Linked DNA regions of Mus musculus: region 2 is linked to region 1. Evidence: chromatin contacts called from public promoter capture Hi-C data. All regions are on one chromosome and are shown on one strand. Each heading gives the region's core, a stretch centred on a gene start, on an enhancer-like site or on the middle of the called end of the contact. The rest is flanking DNA. Distances are from core to core; before and after follow the strand shown.

Region 1 (6,950 bases), core at 998-3,497:
CTACGATACATTAGGCAAGTCTGGGGCCCTCAAGATGGCTCCACAGGTAAAGGTGGTTGCCACCAGCCTGACAGCATGCAGAGGCCCCAGGCCCCAGCTGTGTCTACAACATAAGGCTTCCTACAAGGAAATCAATTAAGCCTGGTTTTGTTTTGTTTTAAGATGGCTGGAGAGACAGCTCCATAACTAAGAGCGTTTGCTCCTCTCCTGGGGACTGAGGCTTGGTTCCCAGCATCCATATCCTGACGTTCCCACTGCCTATCTCCAGTTCATGGGGATCTGATGCCTTCTCCTGACCTCCAAAGGCATCCACACACATGTGGTATACAATTTCACAGAAATACATATGTGGTATACAATTCCACAGAAATGCACACAGAAATACATCTGTGGTATACAATTCCACAGCAATGTACACAGGAATACCTATGTTTTAGAAATAACAAAGTAAGTAGATAACTGTTTTGCATTTTTATGAGAAAGAGTAGGAGAACTTTTAGGAAACAGGAGACGGCTTGTGCAGAAGACAGAGAGTACAGTAGCAGAGGCCACAGGAAATGTGGCTGTGACCAGCGTGTGCTCCACGTGTGCATCACGATGTTGTGGAGAAACCCGTTGTTTGCATCTAACATTTAATAAGAAGGAAGAAAAAGAGGCAACCAAGTAAAACCAGCAAGGTAGGAAAAGCCCAGGAAATCCAAATGGCAAAAACAAAACAAAACAAAACAAAACAAAACAAAACAAAACAAAAACCCACAGACTGTACTTAGCCTTAAGATTCTATAGATTAAACCATAGTAAACTATCTATACATACCTCATCAAAATGGCCAATTGTACTAGACTGACTCTACCAACTATTGGTGAAAGTTTGGGTGAGAGGATTCCCCCAGTGCTTTGCATTGGTGGAACTGTGAGTTGGTTGTAACTACTTTCAAAGAGCATAGGTGATATACGAGGTATAGACATTCCTGCTCACTATGAACAAGTGTCCCCCAACAATGATTTTTCAAAATAGTATAATAATTAGTAATAATAATAATAAAATGAATGCATCATGGAATTTTGCTTTTTCATGGATACCTTCATTTGGCCCAGGACGTTTGGCTAATCATGTCTAAATTGTAGAATTAGAATTAAAATTATTTGAGGCTCATGGAGGCAGTCAGAAAAGGAACCCGAAAAGAGCTGTCAGAAGAAAACTTTGGGTTGCTTTGTCATCTACAATATGCAGAGTATTACTTAGAGAGGGATGTGAGCAGAGTGCGCGGAGCCCACAGACAGGAGCTGAGTGTGAGATCTTTCTGCAGTCAAGAGACCTTGGGATCAGGCATAATAGTATATGTCTGTTGATGGGCTGATGCAGGAGGATGGTACGTTTGAGAGCAGCTTAGGTACACCACAACACCTTACCAAAATAGGAAAGAAGGAAGGAAGGAAGGAAGGATAAAAAAGGAAAGAAAGGAAGTCAGGAAAGAATGGACAAATAAGAGAAGAGAGTGGGAGGTGGAAGGAGGAGCCTTGAAGAACATGTACTGGGGACCTTACTGCCTGGACATGTCACCTAGAATTTATTGTATCAGATGTTAATAAAGCTGATGTATGTACTAAATACTTTCAACCATATACAATTAAAATATTTCATGAATGCAAGCTATCTCCGTATTGCATTATCTTTATATAAACTCTCATTTGTTAACTTATTTCATTGCTTGACATTAAATATTGGTCATCTCTAATACTAATTTCCTTAACATGACAGATTTGCTTCAGAAAAAAAACAAGTTTGTAACAAGGCATTTCTGCATCTAGCTCCTTTGTGAAGGAAAGGCACACAGCACAGCAGCGAGCTAAGTGTGTCAATGACACGGTGGGGCAGCTGCTTTCAAAAGTTAAACAACTGAAGAAACACAACCTTAAACTCTAACTTTCAGGAAGCCTATCTCCTGTGTCCCAGAGGACGACGGCTAGGTAAGTGACCACAGCCCCCTTACAAGGCTCAGAAGTTATATCTGTGATCAGCTGATAAACTTTTTCAGTGAGATCGTCACCTGTAATTTCTTTAAGCAGAAGGAACGGAGGAAAATTGTTTCGGAAAAGCACTTACCATAGGGGGTTGCTGCAGCCAACATGCCCAGAGCTCCCTGATTCTCAGCTAGAATCAGATCCAAGGTGATTTTTTTTTCCCCCAGTGTGGCTCCAAATGACTAAAACTCTGTCGGGCTGTGACCAAGTGAAAAGTCATGTCAGCCTACTTCTAATTTTAGCTCCTGGACAAGGCTGAGAATAGCAAGAGTCACGTGGGGCTTCTGTGCAAAGGTTCAACTGATAATGTACGTGAGTGCGTTCCTACAGACACCAGGGAAGTCTCTGATAATGTACGTGAGTGTGTTCCTACAGACACCAGGGAAGTCTCTGATAATGTATGTGAGTGTGTTCCTACAGAAACCAGGGAAGTCTCTGATAATGTACATGAGTGTGTTCCTACAAACACCAGGAAAGTCTCTGGGAGAACCATTTCTTTTTAAATTAATTTAAATTTTTTAACTGTGTGTGTGTGGGGGGGGTGTTTTGTGTGCATGTATGGCTGTGTGCCACATGCATGCAGTGCCCTGCAGGCCAGAAGAACTTGTTGGGTCTCCTGGAACTGGAGTGATGGATGGTTGTGTGCTATCACATGGATGCTGGGAAATGACCCTGGGTCTCCTGCAGGAGCAAGTGCTCTTAAGCACTGCACCATCTCTCCGGCCTCTTGGAGGGAGAACAATTTCTAAGTGCCAGAAAAGAATTCTTTCTAAAAGTCCGTCCACTTTTCATGACTTACAGATCTTACATACTTAACAGAACATAGTGGATCTGTTGGAAGCAAAGCAACTTCAAAATACACTGATGTGCAACAGGACAAAGCCCCTCACTACCTTGAAGTAAAAGCCCCAGTGCTTCAGATGAATGAATAGGGAAGGTGTGGCGAGGAACCGCAATTTGTGCTGCACCTAAGCTTCAGTTTCAGGGAGAAATGGTTGACTGAAGCCCTGTCCAGTCCACCTCCTTCTGCTATCAGGTACACTCTCAAGCCTAGGACTTCAGACTTAATTAACTTTCCATTTTTAACTCTCAGCTCCCACAGACAGGACCTAATTCCATGTTCTTAAGAATTATACATACAGCCAGGTGGTAGTGGAACACACTTTTAATTCCGGCACTCCAGGGAAGCAGACACAGGCAGATCTCTTTGAGTTTGAGACCAGCCTGGTCTACAGAGCTAGTTCTAGGACAGCCAAAGCTACACAGAGAAACAGTGTCTTGAAACCTCTCACACCAAAAAAGACAATTATACTCTTAGCTTTTAAAAATCTGTACACATCTGTACACAGATAAAATATAAGAGGTAAAACTGAAAGACCTCCGAAGGGAGTCCCTCACTCAAGTCTCGGGATAATAGTGGACCCCCAAGAACTCATGAGAGACCAAACTTGATGCAAACCACAGGAGGCTTTATTCGGGAAAACCAGAGCTCTGGGGACGACTCATATCTCACGCAGGGGTAGAGGAGTCAACCCCGAGGGGACAGGGGTCCCAGGTTTTATAGGCCCTCAGGGGGGAAAGGAGAAGGGGGAGAGTAGGGGATTTCCAGATCTAAACAATGTCTATTCTAAAATGATTGATTCCTCAAGAAATGGGTATGGGGGCCATTTCGTGACGCCGCGGGACCGAGAATCTGTAGGAGCAGAGCCAGAGGGAAGCGGGTGGGCCTGTCGGAGCGTTAGGATTTGAGCTTGGGCCTTTTGAACCCAGGATCTCGAAATGCATCGTGATTCCTGTCCCTTGGATTGTAAGGTTTATGTAGGTAATCTTGGAAATAATGGAAACAAGACTGAATTAGAACGGGCTTTTGGCTATTATGGACCACTCAGAAGTGTGTGGGTTGCTCGAAACCCTCCTGGCTTTGCTTTCGTCGAATTTGAGGATCCCCGAGATGCTGCTGATGCTGTCCGGGAACTAGATGGAAGAACACTGTGTGGCTGCCGTGTAAGAGTGGAACTGTCGAATGATGAAAAGAGAAGTCGGAATCGTGGGCCGCCTCCCTCTTGGGGTCGTCGTCCTCGAGATGATTACCGCAGGAGGAGTCCTCCACCTCGGCGCAGATCCCCAAGAAGGAGAAGCTTTTCCCGAAGCCGGAGCAGGTCACTTTCTAGAGATAGGAGAAGAGAAAGGTCTCTGTCTCGTGAGAGAAATCACAAGCCGTCTCGATCCTTCTCTAGGTCTCGTAGCTGATCTAGGTCAAATGAAAGGAAATAGAAGATCAGTTTGCAAAAGTGGTGTACAGGAAATAACTTCATCTGACAGGAGTATGTACAGGAAATTAAAGTTTTGTTTGAGACTTCATAAGCTTGGTGCATTTTTAAGATGGTTTAGCTGTTTAAATTTGTTTTGTCTCTTGGAACAGTGACACACAAAACAATGTAATTCTCTATGGTTTTCAGATGGATCATAAGAGGCACGTGATATCAAGAATTGTTACTTTACAATGTTCCCTTAAGCAAGATTTAATTTTCTTTGAATTTTAGTTTTTCATAGACTGAAATAAACCTAGGTCCTGCCCAAAAAAAAAAAAAAAAAAAAAAAAAAAGAAATGGGTATGGGAGGGAAACAAGGAAAGAGTCTAATGAAGGTGCAGCAACTACGGATTGGCCCCGACTGTGGTTGCTGGGGAGATTTTCCGACTCTATCCCAGCAACCAATATAGCAACCAATATCATAAACACCTGGCAGTGAGGTGCAGCAGTGGGCACACACCTGGGTTCAAGGAACGGTCAGAACATTGGCAGACACACGGGTTCAAGGAGCAGCCAGAGCATTGTGCACCTCTATTTTTCTAAATCAGTGAAGCTATTTCTACTGACAATGAAATCTATTTTGCCAGTTGCAGGGCTTCTGTGACCTTTTACACTCTGTCAGGATCTTTCAAAACTATCTAATTTTTATGTTATGTCTACACACAGACGCATACACAATGCTTTAGTGCTGTGCTAGAACACAGGATCTTGCCGTATGCTTGATATGCACTCTACCACTGAGCCACACCCACAGCTCTTCAGAACTCTATAATATCATGTTCTGTTAGCATATATTGTTTCTACAAAAATAATGGGTTTCATCGAGTTTTCTCCATAAAGACCAACCTAGTCTACATGAGACCCTGGAGACAGAGACAGAGAGACTGAGATATTTATCCCCAGATTGTTTTCTGAGGGCTATCCTAAAGCACACTTCCTACCAGAGAATAAGTGTTTCCATATTGTCTTCAACACTTACCTTCCATCTGATCCTCCTGCATCAGCCGGGGTGCTAGGGCTAAGGGCATGCTGGGTTTTACATGGTGATTCCATGCAATCTGGGCAAGCACCGTCAACTGAGCTACATCCCAGACCTTCCCCGTATGTTGAATGAGGTATCAAGTGCACAACAAATTAAAAGGAGGTGTTTATTCTGCTTCATATTGGTGGGCCACTTTCAGTTCTATGGAAATAATTAATCTTTCCCAAGAAATTAGTGTGAATTATGCAACACTGTTTTCTGGTATTGGCCCAGCTTTTGAGAAAATCTTATGATCAGTTTGAAAAAAATCAACCATCTTCTCCTTTTTTTCTTTCTCCAAGGGTTTATTTCATGTGTATGAGTGTGTCACCTGCGGATATGTCTGCGGTGCCCAGAGAGGTCAGAAGATGGCACCTGATTTTCTGGAACTGGAGCTACAGATCGGATATGAGCCATCCCGTGGGTGGTCGGGAAAGCAACCTTGTTTTGTCGTCAGAGCAACAGATATTAACAGCTGAGCCATCTCTCCAGACCCGATTTGATTTGATTTGATTTGATTTGATTTGATTTGATTTGATTTGATTTGATTTGATTTTTCAGGTGACAGTCTTTCTGCATTGCTCTGGTTGATCTGAAGTTCTAGAGCTCAAAAAAGATTCGTCTCCCTCCGCCTTCTACCCAGCTAGGACCGTGGGTGCAAGCCTACAGGCCCGGCTTTTATGATCATTTGTAATATGCACAAACTGTATGAGAAATGATACAGTGAGGGTATTTTTTTTTGTGTGTGTGTGTGACAAGTGAGTTTTGCTCTTTATTATCAGCCATTTAATGTCTCCTGATAAAATTCAATACATTTAAATTTCATCTTAATTACCTTAGACTCAGGGCTAAATTTCTTTTTTTCCCCTTTATTTTATTTTAATTAGGTATTTTCTTCATTTACATTTCCAATGCTATCCCAAAAGTCCCCTATACCTCCCCCCCTCCACTCCCCTACCCACCCACTCCCACTTCTTGCCCTGGCTTTCCCCTGTACTGAGGCATATAAAGTTTGCAAGACCAATGGGCCTCTCTTTCCACTGACGGCCAACTAGGCCATCTTCTGATACATATGCAGCTAGAGACACGACCTCCGGGGGGTACTGGTTAGTTCATATTGTTGTTCCACCTATAGGGTTGCAGATCTCTTTAGCTCCTTGGGTACTTTCTCTAGCTCCTCCACTGGGGGCCCTGTGTTCCATCCAATAGCTGACTGTGAGCATCCACTTCTGTGTTTGCTAGGCCCCAGCATAGTCTCACAAGAGACAGCTATATCTGGGTCCTTTCAGCAAAATCTTGCTAGTGTATTCAATGGTGTCAGCATTTGGAGGCTGATTGTGAGATGGATCCCCAGGTATGGCAGTCTCTAGATGGTCCATCTTTTTGTCTCAGCTCCAGTAACTCCTTCCATGGGTGTTTTGTTCCCAATTCTAAGAAGGGGCAAAGTGTCCACACTTTGGCCTTCGTTCTTCTTGAGTTTCATGTGTTTTGCAAATTGTATCTTTTTTTTCTTTTTAATATTTTTATTAGGTATTTTCCTCATTTACATTTCCAATGCTATCCCAAAAGTCCCCCATGACCTCCTCCCACCCC
Region 2 (6,881 bases), core at 414-2,913, 190 kb before region 1:
CCGAGAGAACTCATGAATTTGCACCTCTACAAGAATCTCAAACGTTTATGATTCATTATCCCAATGGTTAAGACACCTTTAAAATAAAAAAAAAGTTACAGTTATTCTTGGTGTGTGTGTTTGTGTGTGTATGTATGTTTTCGCATATGTGCAGGTCAGAGGACAACTATGAGAGTTACTTCTCTCGCCTCACCATGTGGCTCCCAGGTCATCAGACTTGGCAGCAAAGGCCAAGAGAGCTACCTGCTGAGCCATCTCACCATCCCTCTTTAAGACATTTCTTAATGTGAACTTCACACAATGTAAAGATTTTATTTCACCAGTCTTACAAGAATGGAAAACAACTAATTGAAAACTTTTATCTCTACTTTTGTTATCCAAGGGTTTTTCTTTTATGAGTTTAGAAGTTATCGACAAATATCACAAGTTCTTGATACTGATTTAAGCTTAGCAACTATTTTCTTTAAAAAGAAAAAAAAAATGTGCCCATTTGGGAGGTGCACATGTGTGCAGGCGCCTGTGGAAGCCAGCAGAGGTCATCTGATTGTGCCAGGCTACCGGCACTTGAAGGCTGCCCACTGTGGGTGCTGGGAGCTGAACCAGGGTGGTCTGCAAGAGCAGTAATTGCTCTTATCCAGTGAGCCACCTCTCCAGCCTGGAAATTGTTTTCTTATTAAAGATTTATCTTCAAACACATCAGCCAGGACTAAAGAGAAAGACCCAGTCTTCAAAGCTCAGGAACAAATGAGTGTCAGGAGAGCCTGGAGAGATGGCTGAGCTGTGAGGAAAGCCTGCTGCTGGGCGGGTCCCAAGCTTGCTTCCCAACACTCACCGTGGGAGGCTCTCAACCATTGCAACCAGTTCCAAGAGATCCGGTACTCTTATCTGGGCATCCACACGTGTGCCATGTGCACATAGATACACATGCATATACAAATAAAAATATGTCTTTTTAAATATTAGAAACAAAAATCAATGCCAAAATAGTAAGGGAGGAGATTTCTTATGTGATATCATATGTATATAATATGTATTACTTATAACGTGAAGATGTGGGCACAGGTAGTTGCTTGTATGGTGCATTAGGTACAATATTCACCAAATAGGTTGTTGTCGTTGGTAGTGGTTTGGTTTGGTTCTATTCTACCCAAAGCCTTCATTATTTCTAGACGTTCAACTCTGAGCTACATCCCCAACCCAGAATTACTTATTGAATGCCCTTTTAAATAATGGTTAAATAAACTCAACATAGAAAATACATTTTTCTAATTTTAGAGATGGGTCTGCTGTGGAAATCGTGGGCTTGTGTAAATCTGCTGTTCGTTGGTTGCTGGAATTGTCTAAGAAAAATATCTTTCCTTATCATGAAGTCAGAGTAAAAAGACATGGTAAGCTGGCCTGTTTCCAAGGAACCTACAAGTCATTAACCTTTGTCGCCGTCATTGGGTTCAGCCAATCAATACCAGAAAAGGCTAGCTTTTAAGAAGAAAGAAAAATGGTTAATTCCCAATATGGAAATGCTAACAGCTGGTTACTGACACCGTTCCTACAGCACCAGTGAGCTGAGAGAAGAGGCGGCGTGGTGCCTGCCTCCATGGCCTCTCCCTCACTCTGTGAGCAAGTCACGCACATGGGCAGTCTGGAAATCTTCCCATCCCTTTCTGGAACAATTCCTACGCAACAGAAGCAATGTTCCTACGCAACAGAAGCAATGTTTGAGCTACCTGTACAACTCTAGACTTTCTTTTTTTTTTTTTTAAAGATTTATTTATTTATTATATGTAAGTACATTGTAGCTGTCTTCAGACACTCCAGAAGAGGGAGTCAGATCTCGTTACGGATGGTTGTGAGCCACCATGTGGTTGCTGGGATTTGAACTCTGGACCTTCGGAAGAGCAGTCGGGTGCTCTAACCCACTGAGCCATCTCTCCAGCCCTAGACTTTCTAAAACGTAAAAAAGAAGTAGGTGGGGCTGGTGAGATGGCTCAGTGGGTTAGAGCACCCGACTGCTCTTCCGAAGGTCCAGAGTTCAAATCCCAGCAACCACATGGTGGCTCACAACCATCTGTAACAAGATCTGACGCCCTCTTCTGGAGTGTCTGAGGACAGCTACAGTGTACTTACATATAATAAATAAATAAATCTTTAAAAAAAAAAAAAAAAAAAAAGAAGTAGGTGAAAGTAACTGTATGTTTAATTCAGTGCATATGAAGTGTTATTTGTTAGCACAGTGTGTTGAGTATGAAGTTAGTCCTGAGCTGTTTGTCATTCTTTTGGGAGAGGTATTTGGTCTTTGAATTTATAGCATATCTCCATCTAAAGCAGCCACATTTTCTAAAACATAGATAATTTATTTCATAATGAAGCTAAATATGAAGTTTTGGCAATAACAGATGTTTAAATGTTCTGAAGATCTACAAAATGTCTCTTGTCACTTTTCAGGAAAGGTTGTGGCAGTCTCGTACGATGAGTGGAACAGAAAAATACAAAACAATTTCGAAAAGCTGTTTCATGTTTCCGAAGACCCTTCAGATCCTAACGAGAAGCATCCGAACCTGGTTCACAAACGCGGCATCTACAAGGACAGCTATGGTGCGTCGAGTCCTTGGTGTGACTATCAGCTCAGGCCCAACTTCACCATAGCAATGGTCGTGGTGAGTGATATAGTGCCTTCACATTTCAAAAATGTCATGGTAACTCTACTAAGGGCCTTTTTTCTTCTGTTTGGTTTTAAGTTCCACTTAACCATGAAACATTATTGCTTTCTGGATAGTATTCTATGGTTTTAGAGTAATTTAGTATGCATACCACCTCTAATCCAAAACATTTAGTGTCAAAAATGGAAAATAGTGGATGCAGAGAAACAAACGCTCCCAGAGTCACACATGCCCAGTACCTGGCGTCTATGCACACACTGGGCTGAATGGACTGGGTCTCTTAGGCCAGGTCCAGCTGCCTCAGTCGGCCTCAGCCCTCACCCTGGCCTGCTGAACATTTGTGTTACCTCAGCGCATGCCACAAACAGCTCCCCAGTGCACTAGACAGAAAGCTCTGTGTTAGGGAATGTCCACAGCAGCTTATAGTCACATCTGTCTCCTTTGTGGTCTTTCTCTCATTAGTTCTATTTAGCTAAGGATTATTTATTATTAATTATTATTTTGTTTTACCATTTTATTGGGGGGGGAGGAGGAGCCTGCATGTAATGTATGTCATGTATATGCAATGCCCCAAGAAGCCAGAAGAGGGCATCAGATCCCTGAGACTAGAATTACACCCTGTAGGTGTGGGGAAATTGAACCTATATCCTCTGGAAGAGAAGCTAGTGTGCCTAACCACTGAGCCATCTCTCCAGCCACCTAGCTAAGAATTCTTGATCCCCTTTTATTGTAAAATCTCAGTCTAAAAATAAACTCTTCAGGGCAGTGGACTAGGAGGACTGTGTTTAGCCATGCCTCCCTGGGTGTTTGACTTTGTCAAAAAGATTACTAAGCAGATATTACTAATTGTAGTGGTATGAAAGTGTACCCTTTCAGACTGGAGATGGCTCAGTGGTTAAGAGCAGTGACTGCTCTTCCAGAGGACCCGGGTTCATTTCCCAGCAACCACAACTCTCTGTAACTCACACCCTCACACTGATATGCATGCAGACAAAACCCAGCCATGCACATAAAATAAAAAGAAAGAAAGAGAGAGAGAGAGAGCAGGCTTGCACAGAGGCACTTTGGCGTGATGCCTTTGCTCCGCTTTCTCTGTAAGATGGGTGCAGATTTTCTCTCCTTCCACCCGTCGCAAGCATTTGTGCTGTTGGCGTACAAGTTCTGAGTTCATTATCGCCAAGAAGAGAGGAGAGAAGCTTCGGGTACGCGTATAGGGCTCCTGCACGCCTAGGACGTGGCAGCGGGAGGTGAGCTCTGCCTCCGGTGTAGCTGTGGCTCCTGTTTGGTTCTTGTTCACGGGTGGCCCCGGTGGCCCGTGCGCTCTCCCAGCCTCTCAGCCGAGAAAGGCGACTCAGATTCCGCCTCGGAGGATTAGAGTCGTCAGGTTCCACTCACCATCTGACCTACACCATATTCTTACATGAGTAAGAACTAATTGTTCTGCGATATTAAAATGTTTTTTCTTTGTTTATTTCACCTTCATTAGGCCCCTGAACTCTTTACTGCTGAGAAGGCTTGGAAGGCTTTGGAAATTGCAGAAAAAAAATTGCTTGGTCCCCTTGGCATGAAAACTTTAGACCCAGAGTAAGTTGGAATATTAGTATTAAGAAGGTTGTTGAGTTGGGTGGTGGGTGTGAATGCCTTTAATCTTAGTACCCAGGAGGTAGCAGAAGCAGGTAGCTCTGAGTTCAAGGCCAGTCTGGTTTACAGAATGAGTTTCAGGATGGACACAGAGAAACACTGTCTAGGAAAGGAAGGAAAGGAAAGGAAAGGAAAGGAAAGGAAAGGAAAGGAAAGGAAAGGAAAGGAAAGGAAAGGAAAGGAAAGGAAAGGAAAGGAGAAAGGAAAGGAAAGGAAAGGAAAGGAAAGGAAAGGAAAGGAAAGGAAAGGAAAGGAAAGGGGAAAGGGGAAAGGGAAAAGAAGAAGGCAGTTGAAATTGTGTTTAACCCACATAGATTAGTATTATTAGTATTAGGCTAGAGAGATGACTCAGCAGTAAAGAGCACTGACTGCTCTTCCAGAGGTCCTGAGTTCAATACCAAGCAACCATAGTGTGGCTCACAATCATCTGTAATGGGGTCTGATGCCCTTTCTGGTGTGTCTGAAGACAGCAACAGTGTACTCATATACATAAAGTAAATAAATAAATCTTTAAAATAGCTCTTGAGCCCAGCATGATGGCGTATACTTGTAGCCCAGCCTCTGGATAGTTGAAACAGGAGAATTGAGAGTCCATGATGGCCTTCCACTGTCTCACAAGTTTGAGACCAGCCTGGCCACATGAGAGCCCGCCTCGTGAGGAGCAGTTGGAAGGATGTAGCTCAGTGGTAGAGTGCATGCCTACCACATGTAGGACCCTGGGCTCTGTCCTCAGCACCACACCCCCATATTCATTTATGTGTATAAGTGTTCTGCCTTCATATATTTCTTTGTGCCACATGTGTGCCTGGTGCCCTTGGAGGCAGTAAGAGGGCATGGATCCCCTGGAACTGGAGTTACAGACAGTTGTGAACCATCATGTGAGTGCTGGAATTGAACCCAGGTCTTCTGCAAGAAGAACACATGCTCGTAACTGCTGAGCCATCTTTCCAGGCCCTCAAGGACAGTCTTTATGTTTTGTTTTTGTGGATAGTTTTTCCATACTCCTGGATAACCTACACTTGTTTGTGCTATTTTAAGTGGCAGGCATATGTGTCCACTTGTAGTGGTGGCTGTAATGATCTTCTTTTCCAGAAGTCTCCGTCCTTCCTGGACAATTGCACCACTCTTTCTGCCTAAATCAGTAAAGAACTGTGGTTTTTTTATCTTACAATTTGCATTTGCAAATGTCTTTACTTTTATAACCCTTTTCCTAAATTTCTAGGGTCTTTCTGGGTTTTTTGTTTTTGTTTTCTTATGTTTTGCCTACATGTAGCTCTGTTGCACCACTTGCATACAGTTCCCACAGAGGCCAGAAGAGGGCATCAGATACCCTGGAACTGGAGCTACCGGTGGTCGTGAGACATGTGGATTCTGGGAATTGAACCCTCATCCTCTGGGGGAGCAGCCAGTGTGCTTACCATCTGAGCCAGGCTTTTATACTTTATCACGTGCTGATTTCCACTGCAGACCAGGCCGGCCTCTGCCTCCAGAGTGGGGTGGAATTAAAGGCGTGTACCGCTATACATGGCCTGCCTTCTTTCTTTCTTGGTTGGGTTTTTGTTTTTGTAGCTTCCTGGAACTCACTCTGTAGACCAAGCTGGCCTTGAACTTAGAGATCTGCCTGCCTCTGCCTTCCAAGTGCTATGATTAAAGTCATGTGCCACCACTGCCCCTGTGTCAACTGGCCTTTCTATATACTGATCTTGCTATTTCGTTTCTGTTTATTGAGACAGAGTCTTACACAGCTGACACTGACCTTGAACTCCTGACCCTCCTGTCTCAACCTCCTAGCATTAGACACATACCACCATGCTTGGCTTGATTTCGTTCTTGATACCCAAAATTTTGTTTACAGATACTTGTTATTTTTTTGTCTGTTTGCATGTTCAGCTCAGGTGTGGTGGCACACAAAGGAAGGTCTCTGTGAGTTCAAAGCCAGCCTGGACTACTGAGACATTTCCAGGGCAGCCAGGGGCGCACAGTCAGGCCCTGTCTCAAACTCTAAGCCCTCAAAAACAAACAGAAGACTTGCTGATCTCACTAAAAGTTAATGATAAAGGTTCATATGGCCACTTTGTGTCATGAAACAACATCTTAAAAGTTACAATTTAGTTAAATTGTACTTACTTACTTACTATGCATAACTCATCTGTTGGCAATGTTTATAACACTGCTCAGTATATAACTTTGTTTTAAATTCTACATATTATAGCAATATCTATTCAACTGTTATTTATAATCTGACCGTATACTCATTTTACTTTTTTAAAGATAGATTTATTTATTTATTTATTTATTTATTTATTTATTTTATGTATATGAGTACACTATAGCTGTACAGATGGTTGTGAGCCTTCATGTGGTTGTTGGGAATTGAATTTTTAGGACCTATGCTTGCTCCAGTCGGCCCCGCTCGCTCAGTCCCTGCTTGCTCCAGCCCAAAGATTTATTTATTATTTTACATAAGTACACTGTAGCTGTCTTCAGACATACCAGAAGAGGGCGTCAGATCTCATTATGGGTGATTGTGAGCCACCATATGGTTGCTGGGATTTGAACTTAGGAACTTCGGAAGAGCAGTCT

What was found. Promoter capture Hi-C pulls out the DNA fragments that hold promoters and counts their contacts.
Region 2: a contact with region 1 is called in a promoter capture Hi-C map of liver, with 2.5 times the contacts expected there. The contact joins the enhancer-like site here to the promoter of Lrrc39 in region 1. A contact is called at or near these places in 11 of 39 promoter capture datasets (the C10 cell line, HPC-7-derived erythroid cells, cranial neural crest and 7 more), 2 of 484 Hi-C or Micro-C datasets (cardiomyocytes and embryonic stem cells), 2 of 115 datasets of contacts at active chromatin or transcription factors (both in embryonic stem cells) and 2 of 9 other capture datasets (adipose tissue and liver).

Annotation. Positions count from the first base shown.
Region 1 is chr3:116,558,280-116,565,229 of GRCm38.p6, reverse strand. It overlaps Lrrc39 (leucine rich repeat containing 39), which reads right to left and starts at 2,247. Exons shown (of 9, transcript NM_175413.4): 1 at 2,107-2,247. It also overlaps the pseudogene Gm9761.
Region 2 is chr3:116,747,758-116,754,638 of GRCm38.p6, reverse strand. It overlaps Agl (amylo-1,6-glucosidase, 4-alpha-glucanotransferase), which reads left to right. Exons shown (of 34, transcript NM_001081326.1): 29 at 1,276-1,388; 30 at 2,443-2,654; 31 at 4,144-4,241. Among named protein-coding and RNA genes, the nearest start is that of Slc35a3, 39 kb to the right of the region's middle. Within about 2 kb of position 1,663, at least 4 of the 459 cell types and tissues checked have an H3K27ac peak or open chromatin away from gene starts, as enhancers often do. A contact at or near this core is called in liver, where this site is marked.